Linked DNA regions of Sus scrofa: region 2 is linked to region 1. Evidence: chromatin contacts called from public Hi-C data. All regions are on one chromosome and are shown on one strand. The core of a region is the stretch at or near the end of the contact, and the rest is flanking DNA. Distances in the headings are between cores, read along the strand shown.

Evidence for each region. A called contact is a pair of places that touch in the nucleus more often than the background predicts.
Region 2: a contact with region 1 is called in a Hi-C map of liver, with 4 times the contacts expected there. The contact joins the promoter of ZSCAN20 here to the promoter of ZBTB8OS in region 1. A contact is called at or near these places in 2 of 47 Hi-C or Micro-C datasets (heart right ventricle and liver) and 1 of 2 datasets of contacts at active chromatin or transcription factors (alveolar macrophages).

What each region holds. Positions count from the first base shown.
Region 1 is chr6:88,985,674-88,988,413 of Sscrofa11.1, reverse strand. It overlaps ZBTB8OS (protein archease), which reads left to right and starts at 1,415. Exons shown (of 7, transcript XM_005665186.3): 1 at 1,415-1,939. The coding sequence starts at 1,843. RBBP4 (histone-binding protein RBBP4) reads right to left here and starts at 1,322. Exons shown (of 12, transcript XM_013999126.2): 1 at 1,022-1,322; 2 at 307-454. The coding sequence starts at 1,037.
Region 2 is chr6:89,731,188-89,733,927 of Sscrofa11.1, reverse strand. ZSCAN20 (zinc finger and SCAN domain-containing protein 20) reads right to left here and starts at 1,362. Exons shown (of 8, transcript XM_021095857.1): 1 at 1,240-1,362.

The sequences.
Region 1 (2,740 bases), core at 166-2,665:
CAGCTGTACTTTAAAAACATAACTGAATCACTTTGCCGTACAGCAGAAATTTACACAACATTGTAAATCAGTACCTCAATAAAAACAAGTAAATAAAAAGAAAACATCAGTATGTTCTCTCTTATATGCTAAACTGCAAAATAATTTTACATTTTGCCTTACTTTCTGGCCTAGGAAAAAAATGTCACCAATAGGCTTTGATCACGTGTCCTCTACGGGTGACTGGAGAGAGGAAAACAGGGAAAATCAATGTGAGAAATCTACACTGAGGACACAACAAAACAGCATTCGAGAGATTCCTATCACCTGGTTACATCTGGAAGCCACTGTGCAGTTAGGCTGGGCCACTCCAGAGCATGGGTCATCACCAAATCGTAAAGAAAAGGGGTGTTCTTTTTCCATATTTTGTACTCTTCGTTGATCACACGTTCTTCTACTGCGTCATCAAAGGCTGCTAAAAAATTAAGAACAAATTAAGTTAGCGACCACAAACGGAAACCGAGTAAACACTTCCAAAGCTACCGTCACGGCTCCTGAATCCTGATTCTGAAATGGAGATTAGTCTAGATCTCCCGGAGGCGCAGGCACCACCACCGCTCTCCAGCTTCGCCGGGCGGGAACTGCTCGGGTAATCCCGACCAGACACTCCGTTAGCCCTTCGGGCGACGGCGCCCGCCGTCGAGCGCACAGAACCGACGGTGAGACCGAGCACCGACCCCTGCGGGTAGGGAGAGCGGCCGGGAGGACCCGGAGAGAGGCAGGTAGACCGACGGGGAGCGCGGGAGGGACCAAACACCCCCCCCGAGGCCACCACGGCCAGCCTCACACCGCTGCGCCGGGCCTCCGCTCCAGAGGGGCTGGCGCGCCATGAGCCCGCCCCGCGGGGCGATTTTTCCTCACGCCTGCGATGGCGGGGACGGCCCTAGGCAGAGTCTGGCCTGCCCCCACCGTTAGGCCGCGTTGAGGCCGCGGCGCAAGCCTGACTCCTCCCGCCCTCCTGGGGCGGCCCCGGCACCCTCACCTTCCTTGTCCGCCATGGCGTACAGGCAAGCCGGGGGGATCCTGGGGCAGAGCGTTGCGAGAGGGGCGGGGAGGCTGCGAGCGCTCCTTCTGCGCGCGCGGCCTCTATTGTTTCCTGCTGCCCCTGCGTGAGGGCCGACTCGCGCACCTTCGCGCCAACATCGGCCAATCGGAGTGCGCCGAACGTCGGTGTGGGCGGGGAAGCCGCGATCGCAGCCTATCCAGACGCGCGGAGCAGCTTGCCTCCAGGCCCAGGCGCGCGCTCTGCCCCTGCCCCCACACGGCCCCAAGCCGACTTCCTCCGATCACGCGCGCGCGCTCGCGCGCGCGGGAGTAGTAGAAGTGCACCCGCCCGGGGTCACGTGAGAGGTTTAGTCCGCACGCTTTTGGGGGCAGCCATTTTCGTGAAGGGTGTTAAGCTAGCGACCCCTTCAAAGTAGTACTTTAGATGGGAAAATGTAGGATGCTTCCGGGTCTAGTTATCTATTGTGGGGCTAGGCGGCAAGAAAAGGCCTCTATCATTCAGATCGAAAGGTGTCTAATTCGTGTCCCTTATTCCACGTCCTCCAAATTATTTGTTTCCTTAGTCGTAGGAAGAACTATTAAGCAAGAGCAGAAAGTGGGTCCTTCGACTTTTAATGATGTGCTCCAAACCCTGGGACACAGAACGGAAGTCTAGAAGGATTAAGTACCTCCCAGGGAATGGAGCCCTGGTCCTTTAAGGGTGTGCCAAGGGGCGGAGTCTAGAGCGGAAGTTATAAGTCAGGGCCGAAGTCCAGCTGAAGAAGGGCGGAAGCTGAGTTTGGGTCCAAAAGCACAATCATGGCGCTGGAAGGGGAAGATTTTAGAGATTACAATTTGACTGAGGAGCAGAAGGCGATCAAGGCCAAGTATCCTCCAGTCAATCGGAAGTACGAGTGTGAGTAGGTGTCTCACTTCTCTCATTACCTGGGGCTTCTGGCCTCGCCTTCCACTTTGTCCCCTACGGTACTTCCGGCACGTTCCCTTTTAGCCCTGTTTGTCTCTTCTGTGCTTGTCCCGCGGATGCTGAAGGGAAAAGCCACCCGGTCTGAATCGGAAATCTGGGCTTCCACATTTAGTCTTTTGAACTTTTTCTACGTGTGCCTATTCACGCTTACTTTGTGGGAATTTTATTGGTGTATTAATTCTAAACACAACCGTGTTTTCAAGCGTTTGCGGAGTTGTCGTCTCCTAAGAGTGTGGCTAGGTTAGGGGACTGAAAGCTCTCAGTAGGGAACTTCTAACTTGGTGTTTTACCTGTATCGTGTTAGTAAAAAGACCTGGTTTTGCCATATTTAGTTAAGTGACTTTAGGCAAATCACATAACCTTTCTTTGCATTCAGTTCCTTCATGTGAGGGATAATTGAGATAAAAATAAATGTGAAAGTGTAGTGCAGACTCTGAAGTTCTATATAAACCTTAAGCTATCATCCCTAAAGGTGGCTGTGGTCTGGGAAGGACTAATCTGACTCTAATATCCCTGCTTAAAATATTTCATTAAATTCCCCTTGTCTTCAGTATAGAATCCAACTATTTACCATAGCTTACTAGGCTTAGTTCTTTCTGGACCCTGTATGTCTCCCTACGCTCATTTTTCTCTCACTTAGCAATTTTTAAAAATTACTTTTAATAAGTTCTATACATGATGCCAAATTCAAAAAGTACAGGGAGTTCCCACTGTGGTACAGTGGGTTAAGAA
Region 2 (2,740 bases), core at 113-2,612, 750 kb before region 1:
CACTCTGGAATGTCTTTATTCACACATTCATGAAGTATTTACTGATTTACATCAAGTACTTACTATTCTAGCTGGGCAGTGGGGATATGGAAGTGCCTCAGAAACTGTTCCTGTCCCAGAGATGCTCATAGTATAGTAGAAGAAACAAAAAACCAACAGCAACGAAAAACCCACAGATAATTATGATCAAATATGGTAAATAGAGTAAAAGAGGTCTGTGGTAGCCAGAGTAGGGGGTGACTTAAATGAACCAAGTAACAGCTGAGTTGGTTCTAGAAGAAAGACTGGTTCTCTTGACAGAATGGGGGTTGGGAGGAAGGTGTATATTCTAAGCAGAAAGAACAGCATGTATAATGGTGAGGGACCAAACAACCTCCCCAAGATAGGTACCTTGAGAGCATCAAGATTAGGCTGTAAAGGGTGTTCATGAAGGGTCTTGAATGTCAGGCTAAGGTGTTTGGGTTTAATTCCATAGGTTATGGGAGTTAATGAAGGTTTTTAAATAGAAGGTCTCATCTGATTTGTGGCTATAATGTGTTTGTTCAAGCTAAGAAGGTGAAAAGGGGTAGGCTTCAGCAAAATCCCTGACAAGGAAATGTCGCCAGATGTTAAGGAAATTGAAAGATTTTAAGATCCCAGAATAGGGAAGAATGCAAGAAGAATCAGAATACACCTGGGTAAAGTGGATGTTGGTACCATTCAATTCCACCTGGCAGAAGGAAAGAGGTGCAGGTTTGGAGCTGAACACCACAGCCAGTCCCACCCACTGGGTTCCAGAGGTCACCACCAGGAGAGAAAGTGTAAGGGGTTAGCAAATCTAGTATGTTTGTCTTAGATGAGCAGGGAGAGGCTGGAACACTATTTTAAGGTCAGGCTTTAATCTCAGGCCCTCTTATCTTCACTTCTTGCCAGGGCCCAGGAACCCTCCTATCCTTCCCTATGAGGTCTCTAGACGCTTCCACCTTCAGAACTTCTCCCATTTCCCTCAGCTACAATCCTTTCTTAAGAACCTCTTCACGCTCAGGGCCTTCTATCTCCCTCCTAGTCCCCGACCCTTGTGTGACCCTTTCCATCACCGGACGCTTCATCCTCTGACCGCCCCTCACCCCCGACCCCACACAAAAGCTTCTTTCTCCCCTCTAACCTTCCCCGGCCCCCTGCGACACCACCACCTCCTAAGTCTCCAGCCCAGAGCCTTGAGTCTCAGCTGCCCCCGCCCCGCCACCCGGACTCACCCACCGAGACACCCACTTCACAACAGGGCGGAAGTGCTCCAGGGCTCGCGCAGAGAATGCTGGGACGCGGAGTCCCGAACGGCGCCACCCCGGGAATGGAGCGTCGGCGACTATAACTCCCAGAAGGAACCGCGCGAGCGCGTGTGGGCGGCCCCCTCCGCTTGCGACCTTTCAGACGTCGTCAGCCAATAGATGCGTCATCTTCTCCAGCCCCGCACCGGAACAAATCCGAACAGCGTTTACGCATGGGGGCGGGGCCTGTTGTGATCCCGGTCCTTTCCACAGGCTGCAGGATAATGGCACCGCCCAGTGGGCGGGCATTCAACCGAAGGGGCGGAGTCTATTGAAAGGGTGAAATGAGAGCCGGCCCCGAAGAGAGGAAAGCAGAAACGAGAAATAAGGAGAGACGGTGTTTAGAGGTGACCAGACTGGTGGGCGGGAATTGTCAATTCAAATTTAAGCAGCATGACTTTGGATCTAGTGTGAACCTCGCTTTCTTCACCTGTGAAGTGAGAATAATAATAGCATCCGAGACTTCCTTGGGCTAATATATCTGGAACGATTAGCTCAAGACCTGGGTCCTGGAGTTCCCTTAGTGGCGCAGCGGAAACGAATCCGACTAGGAACCATGAGGTTGCGGGTTCCATCCCTGGCTGCGCTCAGTGGGTTAAGGATCCTGCGTGGCTGTGAGCTGTGGTGTAGGTCGCAGACGTGGCTCGGCTATGGCAGTTGCTGTGGCTCTGGCGTAGGCCGGCAGCTATAGCTCCGATTAGACACCTAGCCTGGGTGTGGCCCTAAAAAGACAAAAAGAAAAAAAAAGACCTGGGTCTTAATAATACACAGCGAATATTAGCTATTATTATGTAAATCAGTTAGTACAGAACTTGGCACTTCGTGGGTGTTGGAAGACTGTTAGTCATTATTAGAATAATAATAATCAGAATGATTTTAATAGACATGCAGTTGCTTTGTTCCACTGTGAATATTCTAGGGTATGAGCAATCCGAGTTTGAAGAGTGGGTTTTGTAGTCAGGCACTGATCCACATCCCAGCCCAATGACTTCATAGCTATGTGGTGCTGAACAAATTACTGCATCTCTTTTGTCTTCAGTTTTCTCTTCCATAAAATACAGGTGATGTAACAGAACCACACTGCAAGGTGTTGCAAAGATTAAATGAGATAATGCAGGTTAGGTATGGTCTCTGAAGTCAAGCTGCTTGTGTCTGAAACCTCAACTTTTAAATGCCGGATATAGGCCTTTCCACTCACTAGTTGTAAACCTTAGGCGAATTACTTAACCTCTTTATGCCTCAATTTTCTTATCTGTAAAATGGGAATTATAATTATGGCATCTACCTGATAAAGTTTGCTAGAGGAATAAGTGGGGGAAAATATGTAAAGAGCTTGAGCTTGTATCTGGCAGAAGGAATTTAATCATCATTAGCTATTACTATTTCTACTAATAGTTAGGAGACTTTGGGGAAATCAACAGTATGGAAAGTGC